4 separate regions of the Mus musculus genome follow, and regions 1, 3 and 4 are each linked to region 2. A link is a contact called in public Hi-C and promoter capture Hi-C data. All regions are on one chromosome and are shown on one strand. The core of a region is the stretch at or near the end of the contact, and the rest is flanking DNA. Distances in the headings are between cores, read along the strand shown. Region 1 holds the start of Man2c1os (mannosidase, alpha, class 2C, member 1, opposite strand). Region 2 holds the start of Rpp25 (ribonuclease P/MRP 25 subunit). Region 3 has its middle 12 kb from the start of Cyp11a1. Region 4 holds the start of Ptpn9 (protein tyrosine phosphatase, non-receptor type 9).

Region 1 (2,700 bases), core at 134-2,633, 370 kb before region 2:
CTGCAGGTCAGGGTAAGATTTCAGGGCCCTTTTAGGAGAAAAAGTCCTTGTGACCAATAAAACAAGGGACTTTGCTCAAGTTTTGACAAGTTATTTTAATTGGCATTGTATATTTCTTACTTGATCATTTTTCTGGGTAACCTGCATTTGGAATGTAAACCTGGTTATTTCCATTAAAGCAGGCTAGTTAGATTCCTCCTGTATTATTTTCTTCCAGACTCCTGCAAACGTTAAAGCTGGAGGTTAGCATTCAAACTTCCTTGCACTTGTTGACCTGCGTTAGATCAAAATTCTGGACATTGGGGTAATGGGCAACGGTGATGCATGTAATGTAATGGAGGATTACTGGTGTGCAAAGCCCCTTTTCTGTATTTCTGAAAACACCCGAAGTAGCCTTGCGCTTTTCATATTATGCAGTTACCAATGCTTGAGTAAGTGAAGAGAATGGAAAACTAAACCTTTCCCATGCCCTTCCAGGGGTTCCCTCCCTAGCCCTTCCTTCAGAATACCAAGTAGCTCAGGCTGTACTCAAAGGCGCTACATTGTCGCAGATTACTCCAATTTACACTTCCTGGTCTGTGAACTTTGTGCATCCTAGGCAAGCACTCTCCCTACCGAACCACACCACCAGCTCAAACTTACCATTGTATTTTAAAATAATTTACCCAGCTGTCTGACAGCAAGGCTGAGGTGAGAACCGCGAAGGCTCAGCTTCCGGGTTTCACTGGGAGGCTCCCCAGAGCCAGCCTCTTGCAAAAGCCGTGGTGTTCCCAGAAAAGCTGCTCGGGTCTGTAAGCTGGTTGGATGCCGGAACCTTTGGTTCCAAGCGGTGCAACGAGCCGGCAGCACCAAGGATCTTCCGGGGAGGGAAGGCGCATCGCCATGGCGGCAGCGCCGTTCTTGAAGCACTGGCGCACCACTTTCGAGCGGGTGGAGAAGTTCGTGTCCCCGATCTACTTCACCGACTGTAACCTTCGCGGCAGGTGTGGTCCTTGGCCTACCACACCCGCGCGCTCTCCCCTTCCCTTCCGGAGGGAAACCCAGGCCGTGGCCAACCGGGCCGCGGAACAAAGTTCCCGCCACTGCCAGGCCAGGGGCTGGGGAGCGAACGGTAGAGGTTGGTCTGTGCTGCTGAGCTGCCAGGCAGTCCTCACGGCCTTAGCCAAGGGAGAGCGTTTCCCCAGCCATCCGCTGGCTCACGGGTGGGACAGGGGCGGCTTCGAGCATGCGCCCATCAGCTGCTCCTGCCCAGGCTCTTCGGGGACAGCTGCTCGGTGACACTCTCCAGCTTCCTGACGCCCGAGAGGCTTCCCTATGAGAAGGCGGTGCAGCAGAACTTCAGCCCTGCGCAGGTCGGCGACAGCTTCGGACCCACGTGGGTAACGCCCAGTTTGGCGAAGCTCCGCCCCACGACCAAACCCTAGTCTGCTAGATAGCAGAGTGGCGCCCTCTGCTGAGAGAAGCTCCTTTATCCTTCGGCGTCTTCACTTGAGTATTTTCATCCCTGCTGCCTCTCCCCCTTTCCCTTTATTCTTTGACCATTTCTCTGATGCTGCACATGCATGGAGAACATCTTAAAGCCGAGGGTTTCCACTCCTAGGCCCATCAAAATGGCTCTCTTACAGATGGTGGACCTGCTGGTTTCGGGTAGAACTGGTCATCCCTGAAGTTTGGGTGGGCCAGGAAGTTCATCTTTGCTGGGAAAGCGATGGAGAAAGCCTTGTCTGGCGTGATGGGGAACCTGTCCAGGTGAGGTGTCCTCTCTTAGAGCCAGATACTGCCACAGATTAGCCTGGTTTTTGGAGAAGCCACAGCTGAATGAATGGGTCTCCAGAGTAATTTCATGATTTCGGAACTGAGGAAATTGCCAGTGTTTAGACACACCCGAAGAGGTTATCAGATCCCATTACAGATGGTTGTAAGCCACCAGAATTTGGACACCAGTGTTATAAATCCCCAGTTTTCATAAGCTAGTTTTATTGTGTATAGTACATATGTATTGGGGGAAACTTCAAATCATTCTAAAATGATATAAAGTAAGGTATTAAGTTATCTTCCCATGAATAATGAATTTCTTTTAACTGCACTTCACATTCCCCAGATGTTAAATGTTAAATGTCATACCAGGTTTAATCTTTGTAATGCTATGTGATGACACTTTATATCCATTATAGATTTTAAAAAACTAAGACATTTCTTTGTTGGTCCATGCAGCTTCCGTTTCAAAGTCCAGTAACTGGGTCCTAAAAGAAGTCAGAGCCCTAGCCGGGCGTGGTGCTGCACGCCTTTAATCCCAGCACTCGGGAGGCAGAGGCAGGTGGATTTCTGAGTTCGAGGCCAGCCTGGTCTACAAAGTGAGCACCAGGACAACCAGGGCTATACAGAGAAACCCTGTCTCGAAAAAACAAAAAAACAACAAAAAAAAAACAAACAAACAAAACAAAACAAAAAAAAGAAGTCAGAGCCCTATCCAACTTTCTTCTCTTCGATGGCACCCACCTAACTGAACACTGAGGATGAACCAATCTATCTCAAACTCCTTGGGCTTCTTTTTTAATTAATATAACCCAGAACCACCACAAATTCTAGACAAATGTTCTCACCACTGAGCTAATCCATCTCCCACCTCCCGTTTAATTCGAGAAAGGGTCTTGCTGAATGATCCCTGATAGTAGCCTTGATCTTGTTATTCTCTACCAT
Region 2 (2,700 bases), core at 103-2,602:
AGATATAAGCTCGTTGTTCTGAGCTGAGGGGCTGAGAATTGTCACAGATAGCAAAGAGGAAGAGGAGGGCCGGGCAGCTCTCCCCCTAGACTGATGCTGTGCTCATCCAAACACCATCTTGCTGATACTTTGAGAACACCGTTCCTTACAGTCCTCAGTGCGTCTTCCTTCCCGGTGCTTCCCACGTCTGTCTGATTCCCTCCCTGCCTTTCCATGGAAACGGGATTGAATATTGAGGGCGTGGCCCCAGGCCAGGGTCACTCCTTATTAAACAGTCTTGCTTTGATCAGACCTCATCTTTCTACTGCCCACCTCACCTCGCAGCAGAGCCCGAGCCTCTGCTCAGATTCAGTGGAGTTCCCAGAGTTTGCAAGTACCCGCCCCCACACACACACATTCCGCCAAGGCACTCCACCCTGCCTCCCACCTCTTAAAACCTGTCTTCTCTCAGTCTCCTTTTAACAAAAACAACCCTCTGGATTTCTAGAGGCCAAGGCTGACTGGCAAGGAATTCCACCTGGAATTGGAAGTCAGGAATCCGGCGTTAGCTCGGGCTGAGCCACGCTCATAAACATGTATGCAGCTCCAGTAAAGGACTTTCAGGCATGAATATAAGAATTTAACGCCTTGGAAGAAATGGTCTCCTGTTCCCCATTCACTTTAGGCTGGCCCAACGCATCACTTCCTGCATTTCAGAGGTGCATAGGTGCCGGGAGCCTGGAGGTATGATCAGGAGGAGCAAAGCTTAGTGTCTCTCTAAGCAGCTACGCAAGGACCAGGCCACGACGTAGCGGTCCCAGCCCAGGGAAGGCGCTGCGTGCAGCCGCAGCCAACGCCTCCCACTCTCTGCTGACCATGCACTGGCTGCCCTTGACGCAAAAATATAGTAAGAGAACGGGAGGGAGGTCCCTGGAGGGGTGGAGTAGCGAAGCCCCAAAAGGTGGTTTGGAGATCTCTTACCTAGGAGGGGTCTAGGGATGCCCTTGCGCTGGAACCCCGCAGGGCTCAGGGACCAGGCTTGAGTCGGCATTTGAACCTTAAGCATAGTATTTATTTAGGTTGTTCCTGCATAAGGTCTGGTTCAGGGAGAACAGATGGTGACTTCGGAGAACTTCACCTCCCAAATCACCCGTGGCTCTGTGACCCCAGCCGCTGAGCTCCAGCGCTGGATCCCAAAGGCTGGAGGGACTGGGACAAGTCACGCAGAGTTGGGGCGGGTCCTGGGCGAAGGGGCGGGTCCTATCTGGCTCCCAGGCGGAGCTTCTGCTAAAGGCGCGGAGCACAAGGTGCCGAGGGCGCAGAGTAGAACATCACTACCCTGTAGAAGTCTGGGCTGAAGACTGCACGTTCCCAGCCCACCCTCCAACCTTCACTCGGCGCCGGCACCCCAATCCCTGCCAGCTCTCGCCCGGCACGACCCGCGGCCATGCAGCCCCGGGCTTGAGGCGGCCCCATGGCAAAACCTGCGATCCCAGCGACGACGGCGCATGGAGAACTTCCGTAAGGTGCGCTCGGAGGAGGCGCCGGCGGGGGACGGTGATGAGGGTGGCAGCCCGAACTCTGGCCCTTTTGCAGATCTGGCACCCGGTGCTGTACACATGCGGGTCAAGGAGGGCAGCAAGATCCGCAACCTACTGGCCTTCGCCACCGCCAGCATGGCGCAGCCAGCCACGCGCGCCATCGTCTTCAGTGGCTGCGGCCGGGCCACCACCAAGACCGTCACGTGCGCCGAGATTCTCAAGCGCCGCCTGGCGGGCTTACACCAGGTCACGCGGCTGCGCTACCGGAGCGTGCGCGAGGTGTGGCAGAGCCTCCCGCCTGGGCCCACACCGGGTCAGACGCCCAGCGATCCGGCCGCCAGTCTCAGTGTACTTAAGAATGTACCGAGCCTCGCCATCCTACTTTCAAAGGACGCACTGGATCCACGACAACTTGGCTACCAGCCTCCGAACCTCAGTCCTGGTCCTTCGTCCCCTCCTACGGTGTCGACGTCCAAGAGGAGCCTGGGGGAATCTGCTGCTGAAGAAGGCACCGCTAAGCGGTCTCAGCCTGAGCCAGAGGCTGAGAATGAGGACAGGACCGCCTGAGAATTCTCGCCTCTGAGCCACCCAGACCGACTGAATCATATATCTTCAACACTCCTGCATACCTTTCAACACACGCACCTTTCATACCTGGGTTTTAAGGGGCCCATGTTCCTGGACACCGGTCCTCAGAATGACAGCGCGGATCCCAAGGCGACAGGAGAGAGCTCAGGAATGAGAAGAGAGGATCCTTGAAGTCCAAGGAAACTTTGTGGGACATGTTACCAGAAGCCACAGAACACCACCCACACCTTTGCTAGGCCGTCTTTTTTAGGGAAGCATGGTGGGTAGTGGGACTCTTGAGCTTTCTTGGGGACCCAGACGTTAAAAGCACCCAGTATGCATGGATGCTGACAGTTGAGGCTTTAAAAATCATCTTTGCTGTTAACTGAGAGCGGGAGCTACGGAGCTGATTACTTGAGGATGGCCAAGTTGAAAATGTCCGGACCCTATTCTGCACCCCCACACACACACACACCCTAGCAATTCCCTTTTAGCATCCCTCCCCCACCCGCCTTGCATGATGGCTGAGAGGGGACTTAGGACAAAATCTGCCATGCTTCCTCCCCGAGTCCTGCTGGAGTCTTGCTTCCAATAAAACAAACGTGAAAATGGC
Region 3 (2,700 bases), core at 29-2,528, 500 kb after region 2:
CCCCAGCACCTACGTAAAAAGGAACAAGGCAGGCATGGTGGTATACATCTATAACCCAAGTGTGGAGGGGTGAAAACCTGCAGCGGCTTGGTGGCCAATCCAAAACAGCCAGTTGCAGGTTCATTGAGAGAGCCTGCCTCAAAACAAACAAACCAAACTGGAGATGCATTTGAAGAATACATCTGGATGTTAGCCTCTGCTCTCCACATGTGCCTGCATAGGTAGACATACCTGCATACACGTGTATATAAACATACTACACACACACACACACACACACACACAGAGAGAGAGAGAGAGAGAGAGAGAGAGAGAGAGAGAGAGAGAGAGAGAGACTGAGTGGTAATAATGATATAAAGGGTTAAGTAGTCACACCCTGATTAGTAAAGCCATGCATCTCCAAGGCTGGTTTCTTGTCAAACATCTATGGGGGGTGTTGCAGGGTGGGGTGGGGAGGGGAGCTGATGTGTGACTTAGTGAAAAAAAATGCCTGGAGCTGGACCCATGAAAGCAAACACATTTGCCCCCTAAGATTTATTTTATCTTTAATTATGTGTGTTGTATGAGTGGGTTGTGTCCGTGAGTGCAGGTGCTCAGGAAGGCCAGAAGAAGGCACTGGATCCCCTGGAGCTGGAGTTGTGAGCTGCTGGGCATGGGTGCTGGGCACAGAACTCTGGCTCTCTGTAAGAGCAGGCTGCACTCTTAACCACTGAGGCCCCTTTCCAGTCCTGGGACACACAGCTTTCACCGTGGTGTCCAAACATTAACCCCAAACCACAGTGGACAGCCTTTAGCTCAGTGAGGTTACTTGTGCGATGTTGAGAATTTGAGGCCTTCCCAAACACTCTATTGTCCTGGTAAGTGTTCGTCACAACCTTGACAGGCAGGTTGTGATTATTTCCATTTTTTGGAGATGAAAGCCTTCATTCTCACTTGGCTCCAAGTGAGTTCCCCAAGTCCACACAATTACTCAGTGGTCGAACTAAGACTTGAACCCAAGTCCATCTGGTCCCAATGCCCCCTATGTGATTATGTCTGCAGTCTGCTCGGCACTTTTATACATTGGAAGGACACCCTTTTCTTTTCCTTATAGTGTTCCCAAGGCTCCATCAGCCACAGGGTTCTGTCTGGCCCTGACTGCAGGGTCTGTGCTTGCCTGCAATAGTCAGGTGCCAGAATCCTGTCCACTGTGATTGGACAAAAACTGGCCAATCAGTTCTTCAGGGAGATCATGGACAAGAGAGAGGGTGGCCCTTCTCTGTCTTTGCTGCAGGAGTTTCCAGGACCTTGGGGTCAGGTAAATCCCTGGCCTTCTTCCTGGCTGTGCACAGTTGACTGCAGGAGACAGCAGCCAACACAAAAGAAAGAATGGGAGGTGGGGGGCCAGCGACTTCCTCTGGCATGCTAGCTCCTGACCTTGAACTTTTCAAATTCATTTTATGTATATGGTATTTTTGTTTTAACCAGTTTCAGCTGGATTTCTGCCAAGTGCCCCACAAAGAATTCTGACACAAATCTATGATTTAAAAGAGTTATAAAACAGGAGCTCCACCCCGGCAGAAAGGGGAAGGCAGGCACTGGGAGTAGTGAAAGGAGCCTAGGTAGAGTTGAGCCAGGGGTGCAGCTAGGTCTCTGCGAGCCACGGGATAAGAATGAGAGTCCTGATAGTGACAAATGGGGCTCCATATAGATTCCCCCACCCCCCACCCCGCGCTTCTATCTCTGGCTTCATTTTCTCCATCAGCTTCCTACCCAAGAGCAAGAGCTTAAGAAATTTCTGAAAGGGGTGCCAGCGATGGAGCTCAGTTGGGAGAGTGCTTGCCTAGCATGCATACAGCCCTGAGTTCCATCCCCAGCGCTGAATAAACCAGTCAGTCCTGACCCTCGGGTGGTAGCAGAGAGGATCAGGAGTTGAAGGTCATCCTTGGGTGCACAAGTTCAAAACTAGTCTGGGATGGAGGCCCTGCCACAAAACCAAAGCCAACGTTCTGGAAGGACCCATGACTGACCCAGCCATGCCTTTTCACATGCAATTACAGTAGTCCCCTCTTGGGAGGAGAGTAACGTGGGCCTCACTTTTGTGATATTGGAGTCTCTCTATAGAAGTGGCGCCTCACAAGAGAGAAGGACCAACAGAATGTCTACCACAGAAATGAAAAGGTTACCTACTCAGCCGCTGGGATACTTGCTGGGGACCCCTGGCTTCCAGATAGGTTTCTGTCCCCATATGTTCTGGAGTGCTAGAATGGTAGCCCAAACGCTGGACTGTCCGATCATCAGCTTAATTCTGGTGAATCGGCATGAGGTCAAGCACGTGCTCTTTGCTTCCAGCCTTTCCTAACTTACTGAAGCCCAGCAGTCTACCTGGCGCACCAGCACCAGGTAGACTCTTAGAGTCACCACTCTTTCTTGGCTCTGCGTAGCTAGGTGGTGTCACGTGGTTAAGTTGTGGCCAATGAGATGCCTGATCTTGTGTGAGGGCTTCAGAACAGGTAGCTAGAGGTGTGGGAAGGGTCCCTTTTGCCTTCTTCATCTTCCTTCCCTCCCCCCTCTCCCCCAGTCCCCTCTCCTATCCTCCCTTCCCCCTCCCTCTTTTCCTTCCTCCCCCCCCCCCCCCGCCCCAACCCCACTCTTCTCATTTTGTAGTAGCCCAGGCTGACCCTTTTTATAGCTTTCTCTTCTTTCTGGTCAATAGCATAG
Region 4 (2,700 bases), core at 138-2,637, 510 kb before region 2:
AACTGAAGGTCCTTTCTCTGTGATAACTCCAGCTGTGTCAAGTTGACACAAAACTAGCCAGTACAACATGTATGGGTGTTTTTTTTTTCCTGATGTATGTTTATACATCACATGCTCCTTAAAAGTTCTATACTACCACGTGGGTACTAGAATTGAACCCAGATCCACTCCAAGGTCAGCCAGTATTCTTAACCACTGACCCATCACGCGAGTCCCTGAGTGTCTTCATTATTTTACTTCCTGATACATCTTCCATTATCTTATACTGTCTTATTTTAACTCCAGTGCATAGTGCAGTGTCTGGTGTGCAGATAGACTTGTTATAGACTGTCTTCCAGTTTCAATACTGAAACCAACTCCTGAGTAGGTTCCTGAGTTCAGCGTAGAGTTCATTTTACTGGTGGCAAAAGACAAACTAACATAGTTGAGGGGCAAGGAGGCATGGACATGCCTTTAATTCCTTCACTCAAGAGGCAGATCTCTGTGAGTTCAAGGCCAGCTTGGTCTACACAGCCAATTTTGGGACAGCCAGGGGTACATAGAGATCCTTTCTCAAAACTCTGTCTTTCCTGGCCCCCTGACCCTCCACACACACAAAGGAAAAAACTTAGCAGAGGTAACCCTGAAGCTGCTATTGCACTGGTGCCAAAATGGAGTTAAGAATATATATAATTTATTTTTTAAAAAGTTCTCCAAGATGGGCATCAAAACCTATAGCATTTTCTTTTCCGAAGACCCATCCCCTGGTTCTTTCTGGACTTCAGTCCTGGGGGGACTAGTTGTGGCACTCCGATTTCTTGAAATCCTTCTAGAATACTTATCTTTGGTCTAACATGATAAAAAAAATCACAGTAGGCCCAGCCCTGCCTTCTCAATGCTCCTATCCTGAGAGACCCAGACTCTGCTGTTTACCCTAGAGTAAAATCATGCATTTGCAAAGGCTGTGGGCTTCCTGAATGAATTCTGAAACAGGATGTCTCTCTCTGTCTCTTCCTCACTCTCTCTTTGTACCCGATTACAATTAGCTACAATGATGCTGGACTACAGGATACATTCATTGAGCAAAGAAATGCGGCCCTTGCTTATCTGTCAGATCCGAGGCATCTTGGACCTCACAGGCAACCTTTCAGACCCTACCACGAATAGGTAGAAGCCGCCCGTGAATACCGGGAAGGGCACCGGTCCTCGCGCAGTTTTGGATTCTTTTAACTCCCAGTCGCGTCTCCCTCCCGCTCCCGTAGGGGAGTCGCCTCTCGTCCCCGCAGCCCCTCCCCCGCCGCGCCGCTCCGTTCCGCTCAGCCTCCCCTCCTCCCAGCTCCTCTCTGTCTCCCCCTCTCGGACAACGTCCCCGTCCGGCCCGGCCCTCCCCGGCTCCTGTTTGTGAATGAGATGCTCAGTTTCTCAATGGAGCCGTGGGGGGCTCGGGCGGACGCGGCGCAGGCCGCAGCGCTGGCCCTGAGCCGGGAGGGGGACGCCTTTTCCTCGCTCGCTCGCGCCCGCCCTCCCTGTCTCCGCGGCGGCTTTTGAGGAACTGGGCCGCGAGGCCACGGAGCAGTTCGCAGGGCCCGCATCCCCGTGGACGCCCGGGCTGGGCGGTCTCGAGGCGCCGGCGAGCTCTGCCCCGGGGGTTAAGCGGCTCGGAAGGCCGACGGCCTCCAACTCCCGCCAGGCGCCTTCGCGGTGGCTGTAAAAGTTGTGGACTCCTAAAAAAGAAAGAAAGCCAAGCAGACCTCGAACTGCTGTTAGTTCCTCGCCCGCACTTTCTCCTCCTCAGGACAGGAGGGGTGGCGTGAGGAAAGGAGTGAAGCAAACAGGAGGCATTTCCTCTCCGCGGGGAGCGACAGCGGGCTCTCCCCGGCCAGCAGGAGCGGCGTTGGCAGCCGCCGCGGGCGCCGGGCGCTCGCACCATGCGCGAGCCGACCGAGAGCTGCTGAGGCGCCGGGCCACAGAAGCGGAGCGCGAGTGCAGCGGGTTCTGGCGCTCGCCCACCAGACCTGCCCCGGCGGCGGCGGGATGGAGCCGGCGACCGCGCCCCGGCCGGACATGGCGCCGGAGCTGACCCCCGAGGAGGAGCAGGTAAGCGCCGCTGCAGCGGTGGGTGTGTCCGAGCCTCCGAGGCCTAGGCCGGCCTCTGTTCGCCGGGCTGCGCTCCTCGCCCCGGGCCCTCAGCGGCTCCTGCTCGCATTTCAGGCCTGCGGGCTGGCCTCCCCGGGCCGGAGACCGCGCCCCAGGCCATCGCCCAGCCCAGCCCCGGAGCCGTGGGACCCCTGGCTCTGAGATTCTTATGCTTCGAGACTTCCGGGGGGGGGGGGGTCCGTGCTGCTCCATTTCAATGAATATTAAAGTTCCTCGAACTGGGGCGGGCTCCCCACTGGATGACTGCAGGACACCTTGTCCCAGGCCCTTCTACTCTCTGGAAGCGTTTGCATTTTTTTTTTTTTTTCTCGAGGGTCCGTTGTTTTCAAGGGCAAGGAAAGCCATTTGGGGGGAGGATTCCTAGGTGGTTGTCTCCGTTCCCAAGATGGGGGGAGGTAGCGCTGGTAAAGAGGTGGCCCAGATTCTCAAAGGAGCCCTTCAGGCTTTCAGACTGCTGTGACGGGCCTACTTGGACAGATCCTGAAAGATCTGTTCCTTTTCTAGCTCCCCAAGTCCCTGGCCTTGACCTCCCTATTCTGCTTTCCCAGGCTAGGCTCTTACCCT

Evidence for each region. Promoter capture Hi-C pulls out the DNA fragments that hold promoters and counts their contacts. Hi-C and Micro-C count contacts between places; a contact is called where the count stands out from the background. Capture Hi-C pulls out chosen DNA fragments and counts their contacts.
Region 1: a contact with region 2 is called in a promoter capture Hi-C map of adipose tissue. The contact joins the promoter of Man2c1os here to the promoter of Rpp25 in region 2. A contact is called at or near these places in 8 of 39 promoter capture datasets (the 3T3-L1 cell line, 3T3-L1-derived adipocytes, the C10 cell line and 3 more), 8 of 115 datasets of contacts at active chromatin or transcription factors (the 230-238 cell line, acute myeloid leukemia, bone marrow-derived macrophages and 4 more) and 4 of 9 other capture datasets (adipose tissue, liver, macrophages and 1 more).
Region 3: a contact with region 2 is called in a Hi-C map of embryonic stem cells, with 2.6 times the contacts expected there. The contact joins the enhancer-like site here to the promoter of Rpp25 in region 2. A contact is called at or near these places in 1 of 39 promoter capture datasets (pre-B cells), 1 of 484 Hi-C or Micro-C datasets (embryonic stem cells) and 2 of 115 datasets of contacts at active chromatin or transcription factors (embryonic stem cells and microglia).
Region 4: a promoter capture Hi-C map of cranial neural crest shows a contact between it and region 2. The contact joins the promoter of Ptpn9 here to the promoter of Rpp25 in region 2. A contact is called at or near these places in 2 of 39 promoter capture datasets (cranial neural crest and pre-B cells) and 1 of 115 datasets of contacts at active chromatin or transcription factors (large pre-B cells).

What each region holds. Positions count from the first base shown.
Region 1 is chr9:57,129,907-57,132,606 of GRCm38.p6, forward strand. It overlaps Man2c1os (mannosidase, alpha, class 2C, member 1, opposite strand), which reads right to left and starts at 1,384. Exons shown (of 2, transcript NR_102289.1): 1 at 643-1,384; 2 at 76-221. It overlaps Man2c1 (mannosidase, alpha, class 2C, member 1), which reads left to right and starts at 871. Exons shown (of 26, transcript NM_028636.2): 1 at 871-983; 2 at 1,253-1,375; 3 at 1,626-1,749. The coding sequence starts at 883.
Region 2 is chr9:57,502,750-57,505,449 of GRCm38.p6, forward strand. Rpp25 (ribonuclease P/MRP 25 subunit) reads left to right here and starts at 1,353. Exons shown (of 1, transcript NM_133982.1): 1 at 1,353-2,698. The coding sequence starts at 1,488. The coding sequence ends at 2,087.
Region 3 is chr9:58,002,088-58,004,787 of GRCm38.p6, forward strand. It overlaps a transcript of Cyp11a1 not described here. Among named protein-coding and RNA genes, the nearest start is that of Cyp11a1, 12 kb to the right of the region's middle. Within about 2 kb of position 1,279, at least 6 of the 459 cell types and tissues checked have an H3K27ac peak or open chromatin away from gene starts, as enhancers often do. A contact at or near this core is called in embryonic stem cells, where this site is marked.
Region 4 is chr9:56,993,581-56,996,280 of GRCm38.p6, forward strand. It overlaps Ptpn9 (protein tyrosine phosphatase, non-receptor type 9), which reads left to right and starts at 1,388. Exons shown (of 13, transcript NM_019651.2): 1 at 1,388-2,076. The coding sequence starts at 2,014.